Linked DNA regions of Mus musculus: region 2 is linked to region 1. Evidence: chromatin contacts called from public promoter capture Hi-C data. All regions are on one chromosome and are shown on one strand. Each heading gives the region's core, a stretch centred on a gene start, on an enhancer-like site or on the middle of the called end of the contact. The rest is flanking DNA. Distances are from core to core; before and after follow the strand shown.

Evidence for each region. Promoter capture Hi-C pulls out the DNA fragments that hold promoters and counts their contacts.
Region 2: a promoter capture Hi-C map of pre-B cells shows a contact between it and region 1, with 4 times the contacts expected there. The contact joins the promoter of Stx6 here to the promoter of Apobec4 in region 1.

The regions. Positions count from the first base shown.
Region 1 is chr1:152,744,500-152,752,379 of GRCm38.p6, reverse strand. Apobec4 (apolipoprotein B mRNA editing enzyme, catalytic polypeptide-like 4 (putative)) reads right to left here and starts at 1,829. Exons shown (of 2, transcript NM_001081197.1): 1 at 1,616-1,829. It also overlaps a transcript of Rgl1 not described here.
Region 2 is chr1:155,154,470-155,162,349 of GRCm38.p6, reverse strand. It overlaps Stx6 (syntaxin 6), which reads right to left and starts at 3,647. Exons shown (of 8, transcript NM_021433.3): 1 at 3,423-3,647. The coding sequence starts at 3,457.

The DNA of each region.
Region 1 (7,880 bases), core at 580-3,079:
TCGGCCAAACTCATCAGTCTGCTATCAAAGCTTGTTACGCCTAAGCCTAATTTTGTACCCTTAAGTATTGTGCCTTTTGTGTGGCTCACTGCTGAGCGACACCAAGCTCTCGACTCCCAGTTATAGTCCCAGTTTACCAGAGAAAAATGCTGTGCCACAATACAAGTGAAAAAAAGGAAGGCTTGTAAGATGATGTTGTGTGTGTAACAAACGCGCCAGAAAGACTAGCAGGGGCCCAGAGAGATGGCACAGGGTGTGTGTGTGTGTGTGTGTGTGTGTGTGTGTGTGTGTGTGGGTTGGCTCTCCAGAACCAACATAAAAGCAGGGCAGCCTATTTGTAATCCTGGAGCTCAAGGGAGACAAGAGAATCCTGGGCAAGATGTCGTGCCAGACTAGCCAAAATGGCAGGCTCCGGGTTCTGTGATAGAGCCTGTCTCAGAAAACAAAGGTGGAGAGCAGTGGAGAAAGACAGTAGAGGTCAGCCTCGGGCCTCCACGTTCCTGTACGCACAGATGCAGACACACTCCACCACGTGCTCACACAGTATGAACAGGGCACACACGCTCGACACATGCACTTGGAACAGACAGAAGGAACAGTGATGCCCCCCAGCAATCGGAAGACCAACTGGTACAGGTGAGGTTTTCTCCTTTATGTATCAGTGTTTTGTTCCACAGAAGATAGGGAAAGTACCCTGAGGGCCTTTTCTGCCTTTGTTATTATTTTTTAAGCTGATGTGTGGAACTAAGAATATGTGACCTGAAACTGCCATGAGGAAATCATGAGGTCCTTAGTCTTTTACAATAAAGGCAGCAACATGAAACTCCTGATTACTCTCCCCAAAATATCCTTATTTCTACCCCACTCCTGCCTGTGTTTCAGCCTTAGGCAGACACGGCACATTACTGTCTGAAAGGTGATCTTTATGACCAATGGCCTTGGTATAAATGAGGGTGCCCTGGAGTCCCATTTTTCTTAATGTCTTTTCTGTGACAACTATCTGAGGTTCTCTACTGGAGCTTTCTCTTTTTCTAGTCTTCCTGGGCTGTCCTTTCGCCAGCATGCTCTGAGGGAGAGAGCGCCACTCCCTTTAAGCTTTTATAGAACTCAGGGTTTATTGTATGAATTTGTTATTGCTTAGTCTTAAGTCGATTATTTCTATTGTCAGTCACCTATCCAGGTGTCTCAGGGCTACCTCAGCAGCCTGCACTGGCTCACAAGTCAAGTGGGTTCTGGCTTGTGTCCCGGGCTACTTGTGTTACTACTGCCCCCTCCCCTGCCCCCATCGTTTTTGCCTGTGTTTGGTACATATATGTTGCCCTCTGAAGAGCAAGCAGATTTGTTGGTAGTAAGCATGAGAGATGTGGGGAGCCCAACTTGCTGAAGGACTTTCTTTCATTGACAGTGGTGAGTGGCCCTGGACTGGCCGAGGGAGGACACGCTTCCTCCGTTTAACACAAACGCACACACAATGAGGACAGACTGCTCCTGCTTCAGCTAGGAGTGCTGCTAAGGCACAGTTCGCACTGGAGTAGTTGGAGAGTGGAGTTTGCCCTTCCCAATCCGTGTGCAATCTGCTCAGAGCTAAAAACAACTGTTAGCGGTTTATAATTACCATCTTTGTCTCCAGGCTTGGCTCACACTGCAGGTGTTAGAGGCACTGGTTCTTTGTCTTCTTAAAGTCCCATGCCTTGCTTCACGTAGATTCAGAGGGCACCTGTGCCATCAAGACTCGTCTCGGATACCACAGCAGGAATCCTTTTCTGTTTCTATTAGTTCTTTTAATTTTTTCTGGTCCAGGTTAGTTCTTGCTGAGGTGTGGCTGCCTCTAAGAACACTGTTGAATTGGTGCCATGGCAACGTTTGGAAAGTAGCTACTGCTAGGATACGGCTCTGACACTTATTACTTTATTTGCATATCAAACCACCTGTTCCAAAGATGAAAATATACATGTCTGCATACTTATTCCAGCCTGGATAAAAGGGTGATATCTGGTTAAGTACATGCGTTGAGTTTTTTCCCCTTGTGACTGTAAGAATAAAACCTCAGGTCCTCTTCTCAGCATCTCTTTCACATGTAGACTAGAATCCAGGCTTAGTGTGTGGATAAGGTTTGGGACTCTCTTGTCTGTGCAGTAGCCAGGGAGATCTGCTTTTCTGTTCCCTGAGCTAAAGTGGCTTCAGCTAGAGATGAAGGAGAGCAAGTTTGGACCAACAGACCCTAAGTCCACAAAGGGACTTCTATCTATCTATCTATCTATCTATCTATCTATCTATCTATCTACCTATCTATTTTTGGTAACATTTAAAGAAAAGATTTATTTTATATGAGAGTTTTGCCCTGCTTATTTATATATGAATGCAGTACCTGAGGAAACTAGAAGAGTATGTGTGAGCTCCTGAAGCTGGAGTTACAAACGGTGTCGAGCCACCACCTGGGTGGTGGGAACTGGACTCAGGTCCTGTGCAAGAGCAAAAGTGCTTGTGACTGCTGAGCCATCTTCCCAGCCCCAGAGGGAGTGTTTGACTTTGTCTAAACACAAATCATGGGAAGTGACAGCTCTTTCCTTCCTCTCAGAAGTTCCCTGGGGAACCCATGCTACCTGTATGCGTGGCTCTGTTCACGTGAGACAAGCATTGCTTTTGGTGCAGCCCGGCCTTTCTCTCTTCATCCTTTCTCACTCTCTCACTGGCCTCGTCTTCCTGCTCCCCATTTCTCAGACTCAGGACACTGCTCGTTGTGATCCCTTGTTCTTCCTCAGGCTACTTGAATGAGTAAGTGCGGACTCGCTGTGTAGTCTATTAGTTACTAGGAACAGCTTTTAAGCATAAGCTCTGATTCCTCAGGGAGAATGGGCTCCCAGAGGCACCTCCTGTTTGCTGGTTTTGGTGTTACTTCCGTTGTTGTGCTTCCGTTGTCAGACTCTGGTGGCCGTTGTCAGCTGTCCTCTCCCAGCCACGGGGCTCCCTGGAGGCTGGCTGTGTTCTCTTGGGCTCTGTGTTTCCCAGGGTCTCTAGTGCACTAGTCCGTTCTCAGCTAATGGTGTTCAGTTGCTTTTCTGTGGCACATTCGCTGTTGGATCTCATCCTTCCCTACCTACCTTTTGCCTGAATCACGCCCTTCTTGGTTTTGCTGTTACGTCTGGAACATCTCCTCACGGAATTTACTCATGACTGAAAGTTGATTCTCATACTTCATCTCCTGCTTAGTTCTAACAGTGATACTCCACCATACAGTAATATATAAAAAGTTGTGTGTGGTGGTATATGCCTTTATTCCTAGCAGTTGGGGAACGGAATAAAGTCTGGCAGATGTCTGTGAGTTTGAGGCGAGCTTTGTATTGAGTTCTAGGCTAGCCAGGGCTAGTAAGATCTTATCTATTTTTTTTTTAAGTAAATCTAAAAAATGTGGTAGTTTTATAAGCTTTTGAGATATTATATAATAAAAAAAGGACTTGGCATGCCATAGGTCTAGTCAAGCAGGAAAAGGAGGAAACAAGCCCCACAGACTTGTTGGTCATCCTGTGTGTAGCATGCAACTTCAGTGGTGGGTTAGATACTCACTAAATCATGTCCTAAAGAATGTTAAACCAGGCTGGGCAGTGGTGGCGCATACCTTTAATCCCAGCACTTGGGAGGCAGAGGTAGGAGGATTTCTGAGTTCGAGGCCAGCCTGGTCTACAGAGTGAGTTCCAGGACAGCCAGGGCTACACAGAGAAACCCTGTCTCGAAAAACTAAAAAAAAAAAAAAAAAAAAAAGAATGTTAAGCCAGAAGCAGCAGCAAACATGCACCATGTAATACATCCACTTGTGTACTTGGGTGGTTTTAGGAAGCTCACTGATATTTAAAATATATATTAAATTTCTAATTATCACATAACAATGGAAGATACTTATGTGTAATGATTAGGCTAATTGGTATAACCATCTTAGTTAGGGTTTTACTGCTGTGAACAGCCACCATGACCAAGGCAACTCTTATATAAGGACAACATTTAATTGGGGCTGGCTTAGAGGTTCAGAGGTTCAGTCCATTATCATCAAGGTGGAAGTATGGCAGCATCCAGGCAGGCATGGCGCAGGAGGAGCTGAGAGTTCTACATCTTCGTCTGAAGGCTGCTATCAGAATACTGACTTCCAGGCAGCTAGGACTAGGGTATCAAAGCCCATGCCCACAGTGACACACATATTCCAACAAGGCTACATCTCCTAATAGTGCCACTCCCTGGGCCAAACATATATAAACCATCACACTGTCACTTCAAATATTTATTATTTCTTTCTGTTGGAAACATTTGAAGTCTTCACATACTTTTGCAGCACACAATTAACTGTGGAATGTTAGAGGTTGTCCTTTTATCTCGTCGGACCGGACTCTGTACCTTGCCAGTCTCCTCACTACACTCCTTTCCTTTTGCTTCCCAGACTTTAGTGAGTAGTCAGGTGCCCTTGCATCTTCAGAGGACAGCCTTGTGTGTGGCCTGCCTTGCTTGAGAAAGGGCTTCAGTGTTTACTGCCACCATCTCTGGGTTTGCTGGCCTTGGAGCTTTCTGTGATTCCCCTGCCTCTGCCTCCGATGTCTCGGAGGACATGTTGAATACGGATGCTTGCCCTGCCTCTGCCTCCGATGTCTCGGAGGACATGCTGAATATGGATGCTTGTGCTGCTGCATCTGGCTTTTACATGGATTCTAAGGATAACCCTGAACTTTGTTTGTCCAAAGGAAACAAACACCACCACCACCAGCAGCAAAAGAAAGTTCTGCCCATAGTTCTGAAGCAGAACATTGCTGGTGGATGCTTAGCAGGAGGGAGAAGCTGCTGTCTCAGTCCGCCTCCCAGTTTCATAATCTTTCTGTTGTGTTTTTAAAGATTTATTTTACTTATAATGAGTGCACTGTCTCTGTCTTTGGACACATCAGAAGAGGGCATCAGATCTCAGTACAGATGGTTGTGAGCCACCATGTGGTTGCTGGGAATTGAACTCAGGACCTCTGGAAGAGCAGTCAGTACTCTTAACTGCTGAGCCATCTTTCCAGCTCCCTCATAATCATTCTGATGAACTATGTGCATCATCCATATCAAAGTATGTAGTTGTAATAAAGATTATAGAATTCGGATTTAAAAAGACCTTTACTCGGTTGGATATTTTAGTCAGTGATCGGCAGCCTGATTTGGGATATAGCCAAGATAGCTGCGCTTATGAAGGCTGCATAGGAGGTAATGCTCTTTTTGGGTGACAGAGTAATTTATATTTTATGGCTCCTGTTATTAACTTTTATTAGAGCACATCGTATTTAATTAATCACATAATCTATCTTGTGTTTCAGTTTGGTATAATCTCTCAATGCTCAAACCTACATAGTAAGTCACAGGGAAATGGGACTTGGATTTAAAAAGCAAGCCTGAGGTGAAGAAAGGCAGAGGACTCAGGAGGCTTTGTGGAGCTTGCCAGGTAGTTTGATGGAAGAGAGAGAAAGGAGAGGGTGGGCAGAAAGGAGGAGAAGACAGAAAAGCCAGGATCCTGGGCATGGTGGTTCAGGCCTGTGACCCCAGCAATAGGAACACAAAGGCAAGAGGATCAGGAGGAGTTTGGGATTATCATTGCTTATGTAGGCAGTTCTAGGCCAACCTGGGCTACACAAGACCTTATCTCAAAGAGGGGTGGGAGGAGCAAAAGATGGATCTTCTCATTTGAATTTGTAGATAAAATGGCCACAGGGTGGCAGCACAGTCCAAACTCCGGGACTGGTTGGCGGACACTTTAGCATTCTTCCTTGTGGATTTCTCTCATTGTCCAGGAGCAGCAAGCAGCAAATGCTGCGGATTAAAGGTGACTTCCCTGAAGGAGAGGGAAGGGTAGGGAAAGGTGCCACCGTGACCTCTGCACAGTACGCTCCAAAGAAGGCTTCAAACTGGCAGGACTCACTTAACATTCCAACCATAAATACAACTAAACTAGATCTAAAACACAATCATTCTTAAATGTAATACAAATTATTTTATGAAAGAACAAAATGGCAAATAAAACATAAGACCATTTTTCTACAATCAGTCCAACTGATCTGTACATTAAAAAAAATGAGTGCTTAATAAATGTATGCAGAATGCTTACCTGTTTTTTGGCACTGAGACTTGACCCCACAGCCTTGGGTGTGTGAGGTGAGCACTCCACCTCGGAACCGTGTGCCCAGCCCTGGCTTTGCCTTGGTAGTGTGTCCTTCTGTTGTTTAGCTGAGAAATGGTCACCAAGACCTGTGTGGTCAAGATTATACCCTAGGTTTCTCCCAGGCGTTTTAGTTTCCAGTCCCAGTAGCTAGATCTTTAATCCGTTTTAAGATTGTGTGCGTGTGCATGTGTGTGTGTGTGTGTGTGTGCAGTGTGGGACAGAGCTCCAGTTTCAGCCTGTAGCTTGTGGATAGTCCAGCTTTCCCAGTAACATTTGTTGACTAGAGCAGCACCTCCCACCCTGGTGGTGTGGTACCCTTGCTGAAAATCATTTGAGCATCTATGTCAAAGTTCATTTTGGGCCTCTGTATTCTGTTTTATTGGTACGTCTCTGTATGTCTTCCATTGTGTAAATACCAACAGAACAAAGAAAATAATTCTCTTTGTAGAAGAATAGAATAGAAAAAGGCATAGAATTACAAAAATGATACATGATGATTATTGAAAGTATGTGCATTGTTAATTAACATTGAGATTCACTGTGACTCTCATCAAACCCATGGAGTAGAAATATGTATGTTTTAAATGGTGTGTGTGGCTGGGCAGTGGTGGTGCACGCCTTTAATCCCAGCACTTGGGAGGCAGAGGCAGGTCTCTGAGTTCGAGGCCAGCCTGGTCTACAGAGTGAGTTCCAGGATGGCCAGGGCTACACAGAGAAACCCTGTCTCAGGGGTGGGGGGTGGGGGGAAGGTGTGTGTGAGCACACGTGCACACACACACGTGATGCACATCATGGTGAGTGTGTGGAGGTCAGAGGGCAGTTGGTTAGATGGTAGTGGGTTCTCTCCTTTTTCTTGTTTCATCAGGGTCTCGGGTTATCTCTGCTTCTGTACTGCATGCGTGTTCCAGGCTAGCTGCCTCACGAGCTCTGTGTGAGTCTCCTGTCTCCACTTCTCATCTTAGAATAGGGATGTGGGCTACAGATGTGGAGCATTGCACCTGTAATGTGCTGAGAATTGACCTGGCCTCTGCAGGTTTGCTTGGCTAGCAGTTTTAGTCTACCGTGATGTCTTTCTGGTCCTTAAACTCTATATTTACTGTTCTATGTACACATATTTTATAAACACTTTGTATTAGCGTGTTCATTTTCAAAATCTTTATTGTGACCAATCGGCTTGCTTTATCTGCTTAGTCTGTGTTGAATCAGTGTCAACACTAGTTAGAGGACATGATGTAGCTAACCTGTTGATATATTTTTGTTGAAAAGCATCATAACAAAGAAAACCAGTCAAAGAGGTGTTGATAGACACACAGGAAGACATTTTAGAGCAGTGTCAGGAGCTAAGGGTACCAATTCTAAATATTCATTTGAAATGGACCAAGATGTGTTCTCAGAATTCATCACCAGTCCTTTACCCATGATCTATTCTAACACTTTATCCCAGTCACATCCATTTAATTGAAATCTTATGCTAATAAAAGTGATGGCTAGATTTCAACAAATATCCTATATACTGGTCCTTTATTGTAGAGAATACAATACCAAATATTTTATGAATTTTATTAAATATTTGATAATCACTTTTTGCTGATGTGCTGTCAAAGTCATTAGCTGCTCCACTGGTAATAGTTGTTAAATTACGTAACATGACAAATGTATATTTTTTCCAAATCTTCATATTTATTTTGTCTTTTCATCTGCTTCTGAAAAA
Region 2 (7,880 bases), core at 2,398-4,897, 2.4 Mb before region 1:
CTCTTGTTTGAGGTAGGATCTCAAGTAGCTCAGGCTAACCTCAAATTCATTATGAGGCTAGCTAGCTTCTGAACATCTGTTCATTCTGCCGCTGACTCCCAGGTGCTGGTATTACAAATGTACCCTATCACCCCAGATTCTGAATATATCTTTTGGATTGTAAGTTTAATGAATTCTAAATATAGGACAATATATTCAAAGTTTTAACATCCAAATTGAAATGAGATAGAAGTTTAAAATAACAAATTTTGAAAACTTTATACAAATAATGTTTAATTGCATGTTGAAGCCAAGTGCATGCCTATAATGTCAACACTCAGGAGGCTGAGGAATGAATACCAAGTTTAAGGCTACCCTGCACTACACTGCATATACCAAGCCAGCAAGTTCTACACAACAAGACCCTAGCTCAAAAACAAAACAGACAAACAGCAAAACCCACAGCAGTAATAATATTTTCAAATCTACTAACAGATGTTAAATTATTTTTACTTCTTTTTTAATGTAAGTAGTAGAAAATGTAAAATGATGCATGCTCATAATTCTAGCAATCAAAGGGCAGAGGCACGCTCAGAAGATCAAGGCTGGATTGGAATACAAGAGACTTGGCCACCAAAAAAACAAAAAAGTAAGAACAAAAAGAGAAGAAAGTGGAATTTGCTTTATATTTCTGCTCAACAGAAATTGGTTGGTTGGTTCAGTTTTTTGTTTGTTTGGTTTTTTGGTTTTGGTTTTTGCATGTTTGGTTAGTTTGTTTGTTTTGAGACAGTTTCTCCATGTAGTTCTGGCTGTCCTGGAGCATTTTGTAGACCAGGCTGGCTTCAAATTCAAGAGATCTGCCTACCTCTGCCTCTGGAGTGATGGGATTAAAGACCTGTGTCACCACCTCCCGCTTCCACTGAGTAGTTTTAAGCAAACACATCAAAAGACAGAAGAGCCGGGCAGTGGTGGTGCACACCTTTAATCCCAGCACTCAGGAGGCAGAGGCAGGCGGATTTCTGAGTTCGAGGACAGCCTGGTCTACAGAGTGAGTTCCAGGACAGCCAGGGCTACACAGAGAAACCCTGTCTCGAAAAACAAAAACAAACCAAAAAAAAAAAAAAAAAAAAGATAGAAGAAATAAAATGGAAGCAGGAAGCATGTCTCTTTTCTAAATCCCTAGACAGGAGAAAGAGGTCTAAGTTGTCTGAATTCTGCTACCTTCAAAACATCCCTGTTCCAATAGCTTTTCCCACCATAACAATTCCTAAGGCACTGCCTTTTCTCTGAACACCTGAGATGCTCATCATCTCTAGGAAACACTGCTACACTTACCGATCACCTGTCATGTCTACTTAATTCTGATGTGATTTATTCCGCTGATTACTCTAGAAGCACCTTGTTTCAGAGTCATATTTGAGGCATCTTTACTTTTTCTACCCTGTGATGCATTTTCAATAATCTTGTTTTTGAAACTTTGGAGAGAGAGAGAGAGAGAGAGAGAGAGAGAGAGAGAGAGTGTGTGTGTGTGTGTGTGTGTGTGTGTGTGTGTGTGTGTGTATGTGTGTGTGTGTGTAAATTCCTGCAGGTGGGTTCTGGGGATCAAATTCAGGTCATCAGGCTTGGCTGCATGAGCCCTTATCTACCAAGATATCTCAGTGGCCCTCAATCCTGTTAATAAAATGATGTTCATGGATATGCTATCACACATCCTGAGACACTGATGTGGCTGGCTTGTCTTTTCTCCTGCAACAAGTGACCGAGGACAGTGTCCTAATAGAGTAGTAATACCTAGTCAGCAAGTAAAGTAAGTGCTAGTAGACTTGCAGGGGTAAATACCAATATGGCTGAGCAATAAAGAACTTTCCATGTTTCCCTCAAAGGCGAACAGAGAAATCCGCTGGTTACCTCTGCTATCTACTCACTGCCAGAGATAACCTTTGCAACCTGAATGTCAAAAACTTCAGTTCTGGGGCTGGTGAGATGGCTCAGCAGACAAAGGTGCCTGCGGCCAAGCCTGAGACTTGAGTTAGATCCCTGAGACCCACGCAGTGAAAGAGGAGAAGTTCCTGCAAGTTGTCCTCTGATTTCCACATGCATGCCACAACATTCACTTACCACTCCACAAAATAAGACAAAAACCCAAGAAAACCCTTCCATTCAAGGGAAAAGTATACAACTCTAACTCTAAATTTAAAAACAAAACCAACTAAAATCTTAATCAATTCCATAATATAGAACACAATTTCCAGGTAGGCAGATTTTACTGTTAAATATATACCTTCCTATTCCCCGACTAAATTAAAGCAAGGCAAAAGAAAAACCCTTTTAAGGAAACGTAGAGACAATCTTAGCCAAGCTGGCCTTTAATCCCAGCACTCAGGAAGCAGAGGCAGGCAGATCTCAGTGAGTTCAAGGGAGTTACACAGAGAAACTCTGTCTCAAAAAGCCAAAAAAAAAAAAAAAAGCAGTCATAATATATTTGATTGTGCATTGACTGTACACACCAAGGATAGTAAAGTATCTCATTTTAAGTTTCCCAGGACTCTTAAATACAAAAACAAACACCCACACAACTGGTCAGCTTTTACCACTATACAAGTAAGATGCAAGTAGCAACTAGTTAAAAGCAAAGAACACTTTGCAGTCAGTAGAACTTACTCTGTCTTAACTTCGCAGTTCTCAGATTTTTGACATTTCTCTGACATTCAAAGCATAAAACTGACACATTATTAGAAATAAGTTGCGACATCATAATTGCGCTTTCTTGCTTTTGTGTAATGGCTACAAAGTTGATACAACAAAGTGCAATTGATGTTTTCATCTCCCAACAGATAAACAAAGATGGAGTCAGGACAGTTCTGTCGCAAAACGAGGGCAGTAGGCTTCTAAAAAGGCAGAACGTGAAGTGAGGGAAACCTGTCAAACACCCAGGATGAAACCAAGGAGTTCAATAGAAACACTCATTTCCTTCGACACGGTGGGAAAACCCCGGTGGCTCACAAGAAACCCTCGGAAAGTTTGGTTTGGCTGATTGCATATTGTTTTCCTTCCAACATCAGCACCCGGCCTGGAGGACTTTTCCTCCCCCGGGAAAGCGCGCGTCCTCCCGCACCGGCTCCCGCACCCGCTGGACACTACCGGGCAAGCCGCGGGGTGGCCGTCCCGAGCTAGCTCCACGACTCCACAATGGAGCTCGCCCCCGCGCACGCCCACTCCAAGAGGGCCATTTCCCTTTTCCTGCCCAGATGCTGTCGGCCGGCTCCGGCGCGTCGCTCCCCACCTGCGGCGCGCGACCCCGAGGAAGTGGCGGTGCGGGCCGATAGTGGGACCCCAGGGGCCCGGCCCCAAACGACGCGCGGTGTCCGAGCACAGAGGCTGTGTCGCCCTGCCTCGATTTCCCTCCCCTCTCTCTGAGGCGGGAGTCCTCGGCCCACACTCACCCCTTCACTACAAAGAAGGGGTCCTCCATGGACATGGCGCCCGGCCCGGCAGCCCGAGCCCTCCCTGAGGTCTACCGTGGCCAGCGCCTCGGCCGGGGCGACCCGGAGCAGCAGTGCGCGCAGACCCGGGTGCCCGTCGGCCGTCGGTCCAGCAGTCGGTCAGCGCCGCGGGTCGAATCCCACTCCAAGCCGGCCCCCACGGCAGCCTCCTCCCCCGGCACCTCCGGCGTCTGGCCCCGCCCCCAGAACCTTCGCCACTACCAATCATGGACGCGTACCGCAGCCTCACTTCCGCACTCAGGCTCACGTGACCCAGATCGCCCAGGCCCTGCGCCGGAGAGGGGCGGAGCCTAGCTTGCGTCACTAGGCCCGAGAGGCGGGGCTCTGGATAGTGGGGGCGGTCTTCTGCTGCCTGGAGAAGGCAATGAGGATTTTAAGAAAGCTGTTGCTGTGTCTGATTTGCATAGACCTTTTACCTTTTCTCTACTTTTAATACTTGCTTTTAACTCCCTGTGATTTACATGCCCATCTAATCATCGTCTTGCACTAAAGGATTCTCAAAAGATCTGATTATGGTAAGGTCTTAGGTCATGCAGTGTGTAAAGGCTGTATAAACATCCTCAATCAATACTCTTTTGGAGGACGATCCTACTGTTTCTAATTTGTTAGAGACTTCATTCTTTCCTGTACAGGGTCACACAACCCCAGACACACAGATCCACAGATCCCGGACATTTGTACTTCATTCTGAAAGCAAAGAAGGAGCCAGACGGGATCACTTCCTTTCAACTACGATTGCAGAACATCCAGAGCATTTTATATGGCACAATTAGACACACTGTGCGTAACTTCTTGGATGAGAACTGTGACCTTTGATTATTGATAATCACTGAGCAGTGACTGAGCATTGGACAGGATTCTAAGTTATCTCACTGTCACATTCCTATTATTTATCATCTTCATTTTATGAATGAGCTTGGACTCCGAGAGGTTACGTGACTTAGCCAAATTCTTTAGTCTCCTTGGAGCTTGCATCAAACAAATTCCCTTTGAACCTGAAGTCCCCCATTCAATTCCTCATCTTTAAGATGTAAGGTGGTGGTGGCACACACCATTAAGACCCGCACTCAAGGGGCAGAGGCAGATGGATCTCTATGAGTCTGAGGCCAGTCTGGTCTAATGAGCTAGTTCTAGGACAGCCAGGATGTGTAGGGGTGGAGTAGGAGGAATGTTATGTGAACTCTGAGGCCCCAATGCCGTCAGGGACCCCTGAAGGAAGCTGTTGTTTAGAGGACAGCAAGAGGACATGATAGAGGAAGGGAGGAGAAGAGAAGTGAGAAGCAAAAGTCAAAGACGCCAGGCTTCTCTGAACTCCTGAAGGAGCGGTGGGTGGCAGGTGTCGGGAAGGGGAGCTGCCGGGAGAGTTGCAGGCTTTGGCTACCTACCTACTGAAATTCAGAGATAAAATGTTCATTGACAATGGCATGTAAGTGGAAGAGCAGATGAGCCTGATCCTTGAAGGTCAAACCTCAGCTCTGCTAGTCCCAGAAGCCGTGTCAAGCCAGGTTCTTAATTGTTGACTGTCCTGTCTCTGGATGGATACCATAGTAACATCTTTCTCCTACAGTGTACAAAGTATTGGCAAAATCCAGCACACCTGAGCTTCTTTACTCTGCTCAGGGCACTAAGGACTCCGAGATGAATACTCTTGTCCCCAAGGAGCTCCCAGGCCTGTGGAGAGGAGTATTCAATTCCAGATAATGAGAGGGCACAGGTAACTGGAGAAATGCACAGCCTAGATAGCAGAGCTGAGATACCAGCGTATTTTGTGGGTGTGTGGGGCTGGGCTGGGAGGCTCCTAAACAGTGGCTAAAGGCAGGAAGGATCAGTGATGTAGACAAGCAGGGCAGCCTCTCAGGCCAGAAAAGAGAGCTGGGGTAGAGGGGTCAGTAGCAGCAGGGAGATACAGCCCAACACTGTGGCTACCAGTCATTCCTTTGGGTGTTACAGACCTCCACTGGTGCATGGCCACAATCTTGCCTATACCACAAATTTTCAGGATAAACTATGGTGAAGTCAAGTTAGCACATTTACTAAGTATATAGAGAGTGAGTTGTATAGGAAAGGGGCAGGCACAACCTCAAGACATGAGTGTGGGCTCTTCCACGGAAAGTCACTTAGATGTCTATGTGAATGATTTTGCAGCTTTTAGAAGTTTGAACTTCTCTACGGATGTAAAGTACAGGGTTTAAAGATTATGCAAAATCTAAATTAAGGTTTAAAAGTTAAGTAGGTGTATGAATTTGTTAGCCTTTTAAAAGGACTTTTTTTGTAGTAAATGAAGTTGTAATGTGCTTTTATGACGTGCATTATTTAGATTAGAGATGAAGGATCTAGAGAGATGGCTCAGTGGTTAAGAGCATTTACTGCTGGTACTAAGAATAGGAGTTCAGATTTCAGTACCTATGTTGGACAGCTCACAACCGCCAGTTAAATCCAGCTCCAAAGAATCTAACTCCCTTTTCTGGCCTTCACTACATTCATGCATGTGTGCGCGCACGCACACACACACACACATCAAATCTTAGATTTAAAGATGAGAGATGCCTGCCAATATGGTAAAAATTCAGGATTACAAACATTCTGGTCCTATGTAAGAATAGTTCACGGAAGTCAGTGAGATGAATTAGTGAGTAAAGGTGTTTACCACCAAGCCTGAAGTCTAAGTTCAATCCCTAGAATCCACACAATGGAAGGGAGAGAACTGATTCCCGCAAAATGTCCTCTGACGACCACATACACATTGTGCTATATGTATGCACAAGTATACACACACACACACGTGTAAAATTTAAATTAACAAGATTAAAATTAATAGACTAGTTCATTTACTGTTTTTCACATCAACCTTGAGATTTTTTTTATCTCTGTAGTCAATTTCTCTTTATCATTTGTATTACAATTCCTTGATTCTGTCAGCAGGAAAGGTAAATTAGAGCCCAGAGCAAGGAGAGTCTTCTTGAATGTTCCATTCACTTTCCTTGTCTCTCAAGCCTGCCTTAGCAGGCTAAGGCTGCAGGTGGGCAAGGCTAGGCGGTTGGGAACGTTGAATACTCTGTGTTCTGTCCTATAAGCCTAGGAACTCAGAGAAATAGCTGGGCCAGACTGAATAAGAATGGCCCAGCTATGATCATATGTTTGAATGCCTGTTCTCCAGTTGATGCAACTCTTTGGGAAGGATTAAGAGGTATAGCCTTGTTGGAGGAGGCATGTGGACTTTAAAGTTTCAAAAGTCCAAGCCATTCCCAATTAATGTGCGCTCTCGCTCTCTCTCTCTCTCTCTCCCGCCCTCCCTTCCCCTCTCCCCTTCATGGTTGTTGTGTCAACATGCAAGTTCTCACTTACTACTCCAGCACCATGTTAAGATGCCTGCTGCTCCCCACCATGATCATGGACTATCCTCTGGAACTGTGGGCCCCAAATTAAAGGCATCCTTTTATAGGTTGCCTTGATCGTGGTGTCTCTTCACAGCAATAGAAAAGCAACTAAGACACAGGCTTTGAGACAGGTGTCGAAGTGGCTAGAAAGTCACAGTGCAGAAGATGGATGAAAAGATAAGAAGCCAGGCTTGTTGTAATGAAGGCATGGAGGGAGGGTGCATTTGATAAAAGCTCTGGAGAACACAGAGGTAGACATTGTTGTTTCCTGATGAGGAGAAGTTGGTAAAAAAAAGAGGAAGAAGAGGGCCAGGGAGAAGTCTTGCAGCATTTGGAGCTGTCAGTGAGTTGGTTGCATCCCAAGGAAGAAATTCCTACTCTTTGGGAAAATGAGGCAGACAATGGAAATAGGGGACAAAAGAGGCTAGTGGGAGAGAGAAGAATATGATCAAAACACATTCTTTGCATATATGAAGATGCCACAATCAAACAAAGTATGCCTAATATATGCTAATAAAAATTGTTATTTTTTTTTTAAAGGAAAGAGACTCCAGAGGTCCAGAGATGACTGATGTAGCGTTTGTATTTCTTAGCTTCTTGTATTTTGGTCTTTCCCACTAGACTGTAAGCTCCCAAGGGTCTGGATACTGTGTAAATGTCATGACCATCTCAAGGGCTGACATGGACCCTCATTTTCCAGCTTAATGGATTTATTAACTGAGTCACAAAGATCTAAGAGCTAGGAACAGAGGATAGAGCACACATGCCTAAGGAAGCCTAATAATTAGGATCTGAAAGAGACAACAGTGGCAATTGTGGCAGATTCAGGGAGCATGTAGGAATGGGGTATCCTTTTCTTTAATATGTCACCTTCCTTCATCCTCTTTCAAACCAGAACTTGGCCCCCACTACCCAAGGAAAGGGAAGTTTTAGCTAAATGTGAGAAACAGAGGAAGTTATTTCTTTGTTTTCTGTGTTTTTGTGCCCCACCCCCACCCCCATTCAGCAGGGCCATGGTCTT